Linked DNA regions of Hordeum vulgare: all the other regions are linked to region 1. A link is a contact called in public Hi-C data. All regions are on one chromosome and are shown on one strand. Each heading gives the region's core, a stretch centred on a gene start, on an enhancer-like site or on the middle of the called end of the contact. The rest is flanking DNA. Distances are from core to core; before and after follow the strand shown.

The links. Hi-C and Micro-C count contacts between places; a contact is called where the count stands out from the background.
Region 2: a contact with region 1 is called in a Hi-C map of leaf, with 9 times the contacts expected there. The contact joins the promoter of LOC123444003 here to the promoter of LOC123444002 in region 1. A contact is called at or near these places in 4 of 6 Hi-C or Micro-C datasets (leaf and seedling) and 1 of 1 datasets of contacts at active chromatin or transcription factors (embryo).
Region 3: a Hi-C map of seedling shows a contact between it and region 1, with 4 times the contacts expected there. The contact joins the promoter of LOC123444000 here to the promoter of LOC123444002 in region 1. A contact is called at or near these places in 3 of 6 Hi-C or Micro-C datasets (leaf and seedling).

The regions. Positions count from the first base shown.
Region 1 is chr3H:405,587,671-405,592,588 of MorexV3_pseudomolecules_assembly, reverse strand. It overlaps LOC123444002 (long chain acyl-CoA synthetase 4-like), which reads right to left and starts at 2,560. Exons shown (of 19, transcript XM_045120597.1): 1 at 2,320-2,560; 2 at 1,360-1,423; 3 at 1,158-1,247; 4 at 884-940; 5 at 673-721; 6 at 221-297. The coding sequence starts at 2,471.
Region 2 is chr3H:405,955,324-405,960,241 of MorexV3_pseudomolecules_assembly, reverse strand. LOC123444003 (probable protein phosphatase 2C 8) reads right to left here and starts at 2,303. Exons shown (of 3, transcript XM_045120598.1): 1 at 1,036-2,303. The coding sequence starts at 1,791.
Region 3 is chr3H:405,264,895-405,269,812 of MorexV3_pseudomolecules_assembly, reverse strand. It overlaps LOC123444000 (zinc finger CCCH domain-containing protein 13), which reads left to right and starts at 2,279. Exons shown (of 6, transcript XM_045120594.1): 1 at 2,279-3,457; 2 at 4,153-4,792. The coding sequence starts at 2,575.

The DNA of each region.
Region 1 (4,918 bases), core at 1,311-3,810:
GCTACCCAAAATGGGCTTTAGGGATATAAAAGACAGTCGATATACTGCTTTGTAGTGTTTCCACTTTCCTAAGTTACCGACCAAATAGGGGTCATTGGGTCAACATGCATCAATGCATCATCCCCCAGGCAAAGGCATGAATACCAAGTATTGAAAAGAGAAGTTCATGGGACATCGCAAGCATACAAATTCTACATATGAGATGATGAAGGAAACAAACCTCTGCAACTTTCTTTTCCTCTGCAAAAGCAATCTCAACTTCTGCATGGCACAAAATAAACTCTATCGCACCAGCCCCTACAGAAAGAGCATTGTCAATAAGCAGGTTGAACTGTACCATCAGTATTGTTTCTTTTATATGTTTGTGATGTACCAACTGGGGAAAAGGATCTGTACTTAAGAATGTTCAATTGCATAGTGCTCTGCTCAGATATTAGATTACTTGTTTGCCACATGTTTCAAGGATGTGGTGGGGCTTTTCATTCTTTTTTTAAGATGTGATCTTCACTTGATCATGATTACAGAAATCTTAAATAGTGCAAAGCATATGAATATCGAGACCCACTTCTCAATAAGTGTACAATTCCTTGGTGCGCAACAACAACAAAAACTGAAAGAGGGGCGTACTGCAAGCCCATCAATGTCATAAAATGGAGATGTCAGGATATATACCAAGAGTGTCATATAATGGAACACAGTAGATTCCATGCGCATTGCAAGCCTGCAGGGGATAGAGATTGCAAGTGAATTAAGTTTGTAAGAGATACATGACAAGCATAGTAATCTTGATTGGTTAAGGAAAACTCCAGAAGTCCAACACGATAAAAATAGTTACTTGTTACAAGAATGAATTAAATGCTGCACCAGTAGAACAAGATTTTACCTCCATCGTGATAATCCATTCAGGGCTATTGGCACCATATATACCGCAACGACTGCCCTGCAAAATTATCCAGTTTAAACTTTTGTAATCAGCATGAAATAACCTTAATCATGAAACATCAAAGTGACTCCCCTGAGCTAATAAAAAGTTCACATAATGTTTAATTCATGTGTTCATTCAAGATGAGAAAACATATAACCTCACTGGAAACTATTGTAAGTAAATTAGCATTAGAGTTAATAGAATAGCAAATATATGAGAAACGAGAGCAAACCTTGGTGAGTCCACAGCTCCTAATAGAGTTACCGATTTTATTTGCAATGCCAAACACCTCCTTATATGTCCTCCAGACGTATGCACCAGCCTATTTGTTTATATCACACAAAATAATACTTTAGCAAGAATTCTACTGTTTTTATATTCCAGGGGGGGTATAAGTTGTAATCGACCAACTGAAATAATCGACCAAATGGTACCTTCCCATCAACAATCTCACGGTGACCAAGCATTCTGTTGTTTGGATACTTCTCCACTGCCATTCTGTGTATGAGCACACATCATTGACACTCAAAACTAAATAAGCTCAGTAGGACAAAAGGTCGCCAGATTTAAGAGTTTTAGTAGCAAGTCAACAGTGAAAATGCAACGAACCAACTTGCTCGGTTAATTTCGTTAACTAACCCGGAACAAACCAGACACTATTGACCAATATGACATCAGCGTTCCCACCCACACAAGACTATGGAGAAACTGAACTCAATTTGATGACAGGTTTGCATGGTCAGCGATTTGATTTTTTTCACAGCTGATTAACAGTTTTAGTGGGCCATGAAGGAGCAGGAAATAGTACTGCTGAGTTCGAACTAGTAATCTTAACTTTATTCCTCTGCTTTGAAGAACATTATCACTCCATAGAAAAAGCGTACTGATCCAGAATTCAAGGGAATTTAAAGAGAGAGTCTATACAACTGCCCAACTAACTAACAGAGTAACTAAACTGGATTTCGGAGCCGAAATGCAAAGAGAAAAAAATCAGATAAATGCAGAGTTGGGCTATTCTGTCGAGGGCGTGGGGGACAGATCCCGAGGGCTAGCATACGCAAGCAAACTGACATAAATGCCATAAAGAATAGGGTTCATGCAAGTAGTTGGACGGGAGGCATACGAGAATCAGGCATATCAAATCCCGGTTTCGTGTACTACAGGAGTACTAGCAAGGACAGCGACAAATAACCGCAAACAAATAAATGGAGGAAAAGATCCTCCGCATGCCACCCACTACGCGTGAACAGAACCACCGGATTCAATCCTTTGACTGACGCCGCCGAAAAGAGAAATAATCCAGGAGCCGTCCGGGCTCCCCCACCGCTCATCAACGGAGCAAATGATGAAGCAAGCAGGGGGGGAGCCCGGAGGAGCAAGGAGGGAGAGCTCACCGGAAGATGTCGTAGCAGCTGTCCAGGCCGGGGACGGGCGCCGGGAAGCCGTCGCGGGCGAAGGCGCTCCGGTAGGCGGGCCCCACCGAGGGCCGGCCGTCGGCGGCCGGGCGGCCCTCCTCTACCTTCACCACGTGCTGCATCTCCGCCATCCCTCCTGCTTGCTCCGGTAGCGGCGCGCTCCAAGCCTTGCCTTGCCTTGCCTTGCCTGCCTTGCTAGTTGCTACGCTTCGGAATGGACCGAAATGGCAAGAGGCGTGGAGACGGGGGCCTAAATACAACACTCCTTGACAGAAATATTGGTGTGTGTTTTTTTTCTTTTTTGAGAACAAATATTGGTGGGTGGGTGCAGCGGAGAGCGGTGGGGGCAGCTGGCATGGACAGTGGGAGGACGGGCCGGGCCGCTGGTTGGTGGGGCAGGTGACCGGTGCGCGGAACGGCCGACCTTCTCCTTGTCGAGACTCCTCGGGCGGTCGCTCATCCACACGTATCTACTTACATGGACCTGGCATTTTTGCGAACAGGGATATTGGTGGCATCAGCTTTCAGCTCTCCAAGATTTATTTTATTTTTGAGGAAAGCTCTCCAATTTTCTTTTGTTTCTGGACAAAACGGTTGACGCGATTTCCAGATGATTGCACCTGGTCTTAAATGACAGTGAATGCCCAAAAAAGGTATGCGCTGCATATTGAAGCGATCCTGTTGGATTTTTGACTTAATTTAAACTGTGTGGATGGCTTGGCTTGATTTTGATTTAAACCGCTATGCATTCATTACGGTGGCTGTGTGGCCCTGTCAGGTAGGAGTTGCGTGTCAACGTGATATTATTATTACTGGAAGTAGTACTAATTTAAAACGTGGATTTCATCAAGTATCACGTGGACGGTTATTTGTCGCTGACGATAAACAGTGTAATAAGACTGCAAAAAAAAAAGGTGCCATATCTTAGGGGACTTCTAGATTACTTGTTAATCCGGTCATGCTTGAAGAAAAAAACTCAGAAGATATGGAAAGTGCTTGCAGGTGTTCAGAATCTCTTTCATTGAGTAAGTTTGTTGGTGTAAGGGCATCTCCAACAATCTATACCTACTAATAAAGAAAATAGATATTCTTAGTCTGTCATGCTATTTTATAAAAAATCCCCTGATGCTTTTAACATTAAACCCGTAGTATATATTAAATGTTTTTTTAAAATACTCATATCTTCTAAACCGTAATTCAAATTCAACATATTATATATGAAATTTTATTAGAAAAATATGTAGAATTTAAATATGATGTTATTTTACTGTTAAACATTTAATAAAAATACTGTCTAGGATGCAACCTTAATAAATAAGTCATTGTTAGTCTTTCTTTCATATCGTTACTTATTCGGATTGGGGATGAACACGTTAATAAAATCAGGATTGGAGATGAAACTGAAGGTCACTTGTCTGATTCTTTGTACGTATTAAATCTACATGCAAGCCGTGTTAAAATAGAAGACCTGTGAAATTTTGAACTGCATTTTTATAGGATAAGATCATCTTTGTTTGTGTCGTAACTACAAATTCTTAGATTATAGACTATTTTTTATAAATTAAGAGTGTGTGGTATTTCTTTCTCCCATTGCAACGCACAGACCCTTTTGCTAGTGATTTGTAAAAAAAATCATATCATTCTCGGACGGGGGGTCAGTCCACGAAGGCGGATGCGTAAGTCCGTCATCCAACAATAACCGTAAATATTTGTGTTTGATAAATTTTAATTGCCAAATAACTATGTGGTTCCCTTAAAAAATGTGACTAGTAGCATTTTATTTGGCTTATTAATCTATGTGCTAGGGTAGTTTGCGCCAAAGCTAGCATTCTTAGCAAGAAGTAATAGAGAATCTTAATACAAAACTACACACCTTACCAAATGCTAATCGTATGACAAAAGTTAATCTTCCATCAAATGCCCCAATACTTAACCAAATGATGAAAAAGGTACATTCAGACCGCTCGGCGAATCGATATATGTCCGTATTGGATGGTAAACTGTGTCCAGACAGCATGGTCCGGACGGATAGAGGGGGTTTGAGGATCCGCCTTGAAGATGCCCTAAAGGATCTACTCCTTCCGGTCTTATGTATTGAGCTTGTTAGAGCAAATATAATAGAGATGAGTCAGCGGGCTATAAGAAATAAACTAATATATTTTTTCTTAATTGGAGAAAAGAGAAGAGGAGAGATAAAGTAAGCGGATTCTTAGTTAAGAGTGAGCTCTAGCACGTGCTCGGGCTATATAATAAAAAAATAATGCACTCTTCTAATCAACTATTGTACATGTTGGCTATAAGATAAGTTATAGATGACATGACAATGGCTTATAGCCAACAGGTAGCTATACTATTAACATGCTCTTAGAAAGAGCTCTGCGTCCAAGGCGTGAGGTGACTTTTATCTTGCAATGGGAAGAGGTTCTTTGTGATGGGTTCGATCTTGCGGTGCTCAATCTCAGTGACAGAAAGAGACATGACACGGATGTATCATTGCTATCAAGGATAAAACGATGGGGTCTATTCCTACATGAATAGATCTTGTCTACACAATGTCATCGTTCTTAAGGCATTACTC
Region 2 (4,918 bases), core at 1,054-3,553, 370 kb before region 1:
AAATATTGCCAGAAATACAGTGCTAAGCTAGCTCCCTCCTTCCCGGTTTTGCTAATTGATAGTATGAGCTACCGTCCTACTGCAGAAGCAAGACATCATCTGAAGATAGCTAGACACTGAACAGAGGAAGCCATCAGACCGAGCCCCTCTCTCTCACACAATTTTCTTTTTAATTAAGTATGTACTTTTCTAAAGTAGAGCTAACGACCTAAACCATTACTTGCTCCGTTCCAAAATAAGTGTCCGAAGCTTAATACAACTTTGTACTAAAGCTAGTATAAAGTTAAGACACTTATTTTGGGACGGAGGGAGTATAATTTAATTTCCATTCAGGAGTTACTTACCGCACAGTTCTCTCACGCATTTGTTGCTGTGTATACTCCCAACTGAACCATACGGACGTATGGCACAGCATCAAAAGAACAGCCGCCAAACCGACTTTGCGCCAACTAAACTCTGTTCTATCAATGCACATTTTGCAACGAGGCAGAGAAAGTGCCTTATATTAGCCCAAGGGAGAAACCCATAAACGTACGCCTTTCAGTTTTCTAGTGATTATAGTTGTTGCTAGGAGGTCCACAGACCTGAATGTAATTTTTACTTTTGATATTCTTTATACTTACCTTGATAGTTGATGAATAGATGAGAAATTTTCTTAAAAGTTGATGAGTAGATCGGAAGTTTTCTGGAAAAGAAAAAGACCTGGGGTCTGAGAGTTCCGGCGAACTCAATAGGGGGTGACGCAGTACAACCACACGGCCCGCCCCGACCCAACTCCACGACCGCCACGAGCAGACTAATAAACCACCTTCTAATTTGGACTCCAACCCATCATCGCCCATGGAACACACGAAACGTCCCAGTAGTCGACACGCCCGCGCGCAAAGCAGGGGCTGGCGCGGCGCGCGCGACACCTGTAACCCGAGGCCGGAACGGAAGCAGATCTCGCGGAAAAAACGGCGTGAGCCGGCGATTAACCTGACCATGTTAGTTTGGACGGACGGGTGCGTTGCGTTGCGTGGTGGCGTCGTGTACCTTGTGGTCGGAGGAGAGCGGCACGGGGACGCCGCCGCGGGAGAGCACGGCGCGGGAGTCGCCGCAGTTCGCGACGACGATGCGGCGCGGGCCCACCACGGCCACTACGGCGGTGGAGCCCACCGTCTGCTCGCCGGTGTCGGTCCCGTCGTCGACGCCGACCTCGCCGTCCACCCGGGCGAAGCAGGCCGTCATGGCCTCCTTCCACCGCGCGCCGTCTGCCTCGTTGTCCACGGCCCGACCCTGCCCTCCGCCCTCAGGCCGCGGACGACGAAGCCGCACCTCCTCTGCGAGCACCAGGTGCATCCGCGACCGGCACGCCTCCGCCACGCGGGACCCGCCGTGCCCGTCGTACACAGCGAAGAAGCCCTCTTCCCCTGCCCCGTGCTCCACGTCGCCGCTCCCCTCCACCGCCGCCGTATCGGCCAGGAACGGCGCGGCGACGGCCACCGCGTCCTCCATCTCCCGCCGGCGCCCGATCACGGACACCGCCCCGTGCGACACGCACGCCGAGCACCTAGACGCCGCCAAGGGGGGCTCCGGCGCCACCTTCGCGGAGTCAGACGAGTCCGAGGAGCTGTCCGGCGCCGGCCGCACCCGCTTCGCGCCCTCGTCCTCTGCAGCCGCAGACGCAGTACGTCCCAGCCGCCGGACCTCGAGCCGGCGTCGTCGCGCTGTGCGGGCCACGGTCATCAACTTCCTGTCGGCGGCGAGGAGCTCCCGTGCATGATCTCGCTTGCTCGTCTCGCTGCTCATTTCCCTCGCCGGAGAGAACAAAAAGAAACTGGGGGCCAGGGACGGCGAGCCGCCTCTAATACGCGCGGCCACGGGGGGAAAGAGGTTAGACAACGCTCCGTGGCCGTCCGATTGCCCGTAGATGGACTGGATACGTGACAGCGAGGGCGGGAGCCGTATCCGGACGTGGATCTCGCGGGCCTGGACGTGGACGGCGGGGATGAGCCGGCGGCCGGCGCGTGGCGAGCGCGATGAGCGGCTCCGAGTCTCGGGGCACGCGGAAGGGCGTGGTGCGCGCGGCTCATGTGGACCGTGGAGAGAGGCATAGGCTTCTGACGGCGGGGCCAGGCATTCTAGTCGCTCGCGGTGGTTGTGGAGAGGGTGCAGGGAACGATCTAACTCTTGGCCCTTTTAGGTAACGCGTGGGACCTGAATAGAAAGGACGAGGGGTTACGTGGAGGGAAGAGGAAAGACGCCTGTGGGGCATGTAGTGCAATTTTGACTGATAGGGCAGAATTGGTAGATGCACACGAGCTGTCACCAAGGTTCAGTTTTCAGTTCCCGTGGGGCATTGAGATTTTCGGTTCCCGTGGAGTGAACGAAATTTTCCAATGAATTTTAAATTTGGATAAAATTCATCAAAATTTCAGTTTTCAGTTGAATTCACATTTTTGGGATATTTTGCTTGGTAAGGTGATTTCTGGTGGGGCAATAAAATCTGCGATTAACGTCGCGTAAGCAAATTTCTCAAGCGGTAACCAAAGCCAGGTTGTCATTGCTCACTGAAGGTCTCTTTGATTCAAATGATAATTTGCAATGGAATTTTTGAAAATTCTGATTGTTAGAAAAAAAAATTCCTACACACCATGCTGGACTCGTAGAAATGTAATCCAAGATCCATTTGAACTATATTCTAGATACATTTTCATCCAATTCAATCTTATGTCAAGATTTATATGGCTTTTTATGTGCTCAATCAAACATTAGTGCAATCATGTATACGACTATGGCATGACACCCCTGTCTATGTATTTTTTTTCTATTACCGTGTTTTGGAAATCCCACGAATCAAAGAAGACCTCGGTAACTTTCGATGGGCATTCGCAACGCATTGTCTTCAAAATTGGTACTCCTTTCATACGGTTTGTAATGCATTGTCTTTAAATTTGGTAATCCCTTTGCTCGGTTCTATTAGTCCCCTGGTATTTGAGTCAATTTTTATCATAAGCTTGGTTATTAAAATGTAAATTATGTGTAGTAAAAAATTCAAAAACAAATACAATAATAATTTTAATATTGCTAGCCAACCCATGGTTAAATTTTGTGCAAAATACAAGATGGATTGATAAAATCGAACTTAGAAACTAATAATAGCACTAGTAATAAATTTGCAATGGGTATCAAACATTCTAGTACTAGTAGCCATTTATAAACTCGCACACACGAAGTATGTGGCATTAGTGATAAGTTAAAATCACTTTTTTCGCAAAAATTACATCCACACCATCTAACATGGGACTATGAACAAAAAAGGGAATCGAAGATGTGCGTTCGATCATCGCCCTTCCTTAAAAGGAGCTACCCAAACCTTATTACCGTAGGTAGTTAAAAAATCATCGTCTTGAGGGCAACGGCAACTCGTAAATTTCTTCCCGCATCCGTCCGCGGATAGATAAGGACTATTCCGAGAACACAAATACGGGATGACGCCATTCAACCATGGTCGCATATATTTTGACAACAGCTCAAACCAACCAGACAAAATTCATGCAAATGCACGCGAATTTCATACAAAGACGACGAATTTCGTTACATTTTTAACATTTTTAACTAAAGAAGTAAAAATATGTGCGATCTCCACTTTCACGATCCCTATACTAGTCTACGGTCGGCCACGGCAGATTTCTTTTGTCTTCCACATGTCCGGTAGCCCGCTCACTGGACTGTCAGGAGCCCGGAGGCATATGCTTCAGCGTAAAGGACGCCTCACTTCCCCACCCCCCGTTGGAGCAAAAAAACGGGGCAGCCTTTAGCGGGAGGGGAAGCGAGCACCTCCGCCTCTGTGCAATTCATGCGGGATCGACAAAGGTCTTCACAAGAGAAGAATCACGCAAGACCCTGATTGTGTACATCAGCATCGCTCCGGCTGTGGCCTTCATGGGATCAAAGCGGCATCAACCTCCCGTGTTCTACTTTTCCTCGATGATGGCGGCGTACGCGGAGGCGCTGGCCACTGGCTCGTCGCTCTCCACGTACCTGGCTTCTGCCTTTGCCTACATGGCGTGACCACGGGCAGGGGGCGGTCGCGGGCACAAAAGGCGCGGTCGTAGACACAGGTGGGGTGGTCCCCGTTGTTCTCTCGCCCGTGCTGGCGTGAAGCAACTCGTCACTCCTCATCGAGCTGGCCTGAAGCAGTGAGTTGTTGAACCACGTGCTAGCTTGGGACGGCAACTGGCTCCGCCGGGCTAGGCGAGGGAGGCGGAGTCGCGAGCTGCCTCGCTCGTGCTCGTATCCGATGGGCTCGGCGGGCCACACAACTGACTTGTATGCTAGAGAATTGCTCTCCGGAAACCATCGAAAAAGTGGAAAAAATGATGAAGAGGAGATGGGGGAGTGGCGGAGGGGTGATTCTTCGTCGATGTGTGGCCTCGTTTAAATAAAGGACAGACGGAGGAGCTCGGCCAGCGTTGTGTTTAATGTCGGTCCGCTAAGGAATGGACATGTGACTAGAATAGGTTTCTCGGCTTCCACGCGGGATTAGTGAAAGTGTTTGAATGCGGTGAGGAGGCGTGTTTAGCCGGGCGTGCAGCGGACGACGTTCTGGGCTGGCGGGCTGCTTTAATGGCGGAGGCAATGAGAGGTCGTGCCCGTCCTGAACCACCTTAACGCACTCTACAACGACATGAATACGGACAACTCACACCAGATGAAAAACGTGCGTGGAAGGAGGAGGGGGTTTTGATGGACCAGGACGGTCAGAATCGGGCAAAATAACGGTTCGAACTCTCGTACACCTTGTCACGTTTGTCTTCGGTTTATAAGAAAATCACATACAAACTGTGCCGCAAACCGTTACAGGACCGCGTTGAATAACTTTTAAAATCCGAACGGTTGCTAAAGGTATGCATGTTGGCCTTGAAGATGCCCT
Region 3 (4,918 bases), core at 1,030-3,529, 320 kb after region 1:
CGTGTGTCGCCCCCGTGCGTTGCACACTCGAGCACTGCGTCGCGCCCTCTTCGACCGCGTCGCTTTCACCCCGCCTGCGCACCCGTCGATGGATTCGCCCGATGCACGACCGCGTCGACACCCCCTCACCCTTCCCTACGTCCGCGACCCCGCCACCGCCTCCACCGCCGTCGCCGCTGACGCAAACCCTAGCGCGGGGAGCTCTGGCTTAGCCTTCATCGATGCTCCTCCAACCATCGGTCTCGCATGCGACCTTTGCATGGCGCCACAGACGACCGCAACGGCGGGTGGCGTCGCGCCGGCGCCCGCCGTGAAACCACGTGCCCCCTTCTTGAAGATCCCAAATGCGGCGGTGGCAAAGAAGGGCAAGGTGTCCGGGGGGAAGAACAAGGCATCAGATGGCTCCTCTAGACGACCGAAGAAGAGACTTGTAGGGAGTGCGAAGGATGCGGCGATCGAAGCACCAACGAGCTCACTTGTTGCGTCGGCGGCCGATGCGCACAAGGTGGTCGATGAAATGCCCCCAAGGTAAAATTTCGTCCACTTTTTTCCGTTGTTGTTTTTTGAATGGATACATATGCATAGCTTATTTGTTTTGTTGTATATACTTTGTAGCTTCAATGATGAGACATATATGTCAACTATGGGTGTTGGCTCCAACAAGTTTCATTGGTCTCAAACCAATGATGACGAGGACATGGCTACCTTGGATACGATCAAAATTATTTCATATTTGCATATTTGTGAGGTGATTTCTTATAATAATTATAAAATAATTTATTTATATTATCCGGAACAAAAATACTTCACCTATTTTTATTCCATGCCTAAATGCAGAACTGTCGAACGCTTGCACGAACCACGTGTGAAGATAAAAGGAAGAGCAAATGATTAAGTGTTGTTCAAGAAGTCCTCTCACACCAAAGGAAATGATTATGTGATGTTTAAGAATTTCTCCCATGTTATTTTTAGCCCAAGAGAAAGATGAATTCCAAGTCTCTTACGTTTTGGACTCAGATTCGGGTTGCACAGACATACCTGCCTCAAAACGTCAACAACTTTTTCATACGGACTCCGAATTGGGTGATTCTTTTTTTGCTTGAAAGTATATTTTATGTACGTTTCGGCCCAATTGGAATCACCTTAAAATTCGTTCGGAACGTGGAGACATTGACGAAATAATCCGACGTTGCATCAAAATTCGAGTCAAACTACAAGTCCAAAAGTGTTGCATCACCTCCACTTGGGCCCATAGACCTTGTACGACCTAGGGTTAGTTTTAGGCTGCCTTGAACGTCCTCCCACCTCCTTGGCCGACACCCCTTGCTCCTATATAAATATGTCAACCTAGTAGTATTTTGGTTGGGATTTGTTTAGTTAAAAATTAGTCATTGCAACTTCGTTTGTGTCCAACAACGAGACTAAGACCGCTTTCGGATCCCCACTCTTATCAATACTTTATATATATTCGCAATATTCAGATTGCTTTTATCATATTCTTACTTGTTCTTCGATTGCTTGCAGGAAGAGACCTTTGTGGTCAGGTTGATCGTGTTCCGGCATGGTCAATAACCTTTTGGAGTTAATTTAGCGATTGCTAAGGTGCAACGTCGTACACGTTTATAGTCGGATCGTCAAAGTCGTCTCCACCAAATCGATAACCACCATCTCATCGAAAGATCGGGACCCTCGCCTCTATCAACTGAGGTGCATTTCGATGATCATGAGTTTGAGGTGGACGAGGATGGTGAGGGTATTGTTGGTGCATCGAAAGAAAGAGCGGGCAGCTACACCATGAACGAAGACGTCTTGCTATGCAATACATGGTTGCAAGTGTCTAGGGATGTCTTCGAACTTTTATGTCATGATGAACTTGGTTGAGTGATTTTAAACTATGCCATGTCTTATTTTGATGTTTGAAATATCACATCTTATAAAAAATAATATATTGCAAGCGCCAGCTGCTCGCGCGCTGTAGTTTAGCGCGCCTGCTGAAACAGCTCACACGCGTTATTTTTTACGGCTGTCGTTGAAGCCAGCGCTCTCCGGCGCATTAAAATCTATCATTTCAACGCTATAAAATATTTTTAACACGCCACAGTTGGACGGGTGTTGAAGATATACTTGAAAAAGGAAAAAGAAGCCCGGCGAGCTACCGAAGGACCCGCGGGCGACGTGCATCGACTCTCGTGTCTAATCCCACCCCGGCGATCCTACGGCCGCACGCAAACGCAAGCAACCCACCAGCCCCCGGGCCAACGAGACGAACGCACCACACCAAACCGCAAACCCCCTCCAAATCCAAAGCCGAACGAAACAAAACTGAACCATTTTCTCCACGCACGAACTCGTCGTCGCCGCCGCCACCACTCCTCCCACCCTGTTTCCCCACCGCACCAAAACCCTAGCCGCCCAGGGGCCAGGGTCCACTCCCTCCCCCCTCCCTTCTCCGCCGCCACGACGGCCGCCTAGATCCCCTGGATCTCGCGCGCCCTAGGGTTCCTGCTTCCCTCGCATCCTCGCCGCCGCACCGAACGCGGTGCGATTCGAGGCGGGTTCCTGGCTGGCCCCACCATGCCCCGGAGCTCGCGCCACAGGTCGCACCGCTCGCACAGGCGGGGCGGCTCGTCGGAGTCCGAGGGCGAGGATGCTGGCGCCCCTGGCCCGCGGGAGGAGACCACGGCCGTGGCTAGGGTTCCGCGAGATCCCGAGCCAGAGAGGCGCAGGTCGTCATCGGCCAAGGAGCTGGTGAGCTCGGGCAACGGCTACTCGGAGCACGGGAAGAAGAGGAAGGATAGGGTCGAGGAGACGGTGGTGGATGTGGTCAGCGACAGGTGGAACAGCGGCGTGTGTGAGGATCACTTGGTCGAGAAGAGGTCTAAGAGTGAGGTGTTTGGGCCCGTCGATGTAGAGAAGCTGGTGGAGAAGCCCAAGGGTTCAGGGGATGAGCCCAAGAGGTCAAGCAGACGGACGGTCGGATCGGATGAGAAGGTTGAGGAGGTTGCGTCGAAGAGTGATTCTGGGAAGCGGCGGTCGGAGAAGGAGAAGGACCCAGGGAGGAGGGAGAGCAGTGGGCAGCATAAGGATGACAGAGATAGGGATAGGGAGAGAGACAGAGAAAAGGAGAGGGAAAGGGAGAAAGAATGGGAGAGACTGAAGGAGAGAGAGAGGGAAAGGGGTCGGGAGAGAGAGAAGGAAAGAGAACGGGAGAAGGAGAAGGAGAGAGAACGGGAGAAGGAGAAGGAGAGGGAGCGGGATAAAGAGCGAGACAGGGAACGAGAGCGGGAGCGTGACAGGGAACGGGAGCGCGAGAGGCAAAAGGATAGGGAGAGGGACAAGAAAGACTATGATTCGAAGCATGAGAAGTATGAAGATGGCAGTGCCAGGAAGAATGGATCGAAGACTAGTAGAGGGGAGGATGATGGTTACTCATACAAGAGGCACATAGAGATCAATGGTAAGGTAACCCTGGGTTGAAGTGTTCCCGACAATGCTGATAATATTCCAGCTACCTGTGTTACTGTTTAGTTATGCATGCTTTAATTTGCGTAACACAGTACTTGTTTTATACTCCGACTTGGACTTGTGCTGCTTTCCTCCACCACCATTTTAATTGTAAAACGAATATTAGTGGTTCCATAAGATGATAAGTGTTGAACTTTACTGTTTCGTATGTACTTGGTTGCAAAGAGTCCATTTTTCAATTAGTCTTTGTATTTTCTTGTGCTTTGATTCCATCCATCATACTATTTGGTTAACCAAACTGCTGTAAAAAAACCCTGTCCTACCGTACAAATCTAATAACGTTAATATCATTGGATATTAGCATTGGAGAGCTGATTCGAGACTTCCTTAGCATACCTTAATCTTATTATATTCATATGATTAAACTTTGCCTTGCTTATATGCTGATCTTCTGGAACTTATGCGAGTGGCTTATATATTTTTTCTGAAATCATATTTTTCAGCAGTGAAGTTGTGAACAAATTACCATTTTGGAACAGGTGTGAAGTTGTGAACAAATTACCATTTTAGTTAGTTAATTTACTTGTTCTGTTTGTTCCTTCCTGCCTACCTTTAAATGTTTTTTACTGTTTCATAATATTCTAACTTCCTTATGTTGGTTCCTAAAAGTGCACGTTTTTGAAACAGATACTCCAGCTAAAGAGAGACACAGTAACCCTGATAGGGAGACTGATAAACATAGCCGACGTAAAGACGACTCGGAAGACAAAGATAAGTGGCCAATTGACAATAGAGACATTGATGACCGGAAGACTCTGTCCAGGTATGATCATGGGAAGGTTAGGAGCTCTAAGGAACAAAGGTTTGATGATGAGAAGTATAAACAGAAGTACAAGGATGATTATGAAAGGGATAAGCGACAACAAGATGACAAGTATCTGGATGAGCGCATGATCCGAGATCATGGAAGTGACAGGGTTGATTACAAGAGCACAAAAGATGGGCACCGAATTTCAGAGGGCCATTACAGAAAAGATATAGTTCAAGACGGTGATCGTTATGACGAGTATGGCAGTAGGTACAAGGAAAATAGAGGTAGAAAAAGACCTCCTGAGGAAAATGATGACCATTATGATCTGAAAACTCCAAACACACGGGAGCAACGTGGAAATTTGGAAAAATCTTCAGGCAGTGGCCGACTCGATTCTCTGATTGAGAGAGCAAGGTCTGAACATAGACATCAAGAAAATGTTGATTCTAGTCCGAGTAAAGTCCATGGAAGAACTTCGCCTGGCTCAAATCCTCATCATGAAAAAGATCAAAGCTGGTAACATTTCTTCTTTATCATTTGACATGCGAAAATTCTGTAGTAGATCAGAAGACTTTAGCTTTGTACTGTATCTTCTCTTGTTGTTGGAGATATCATGTTCCACTTTAGCATCATAACTAGACT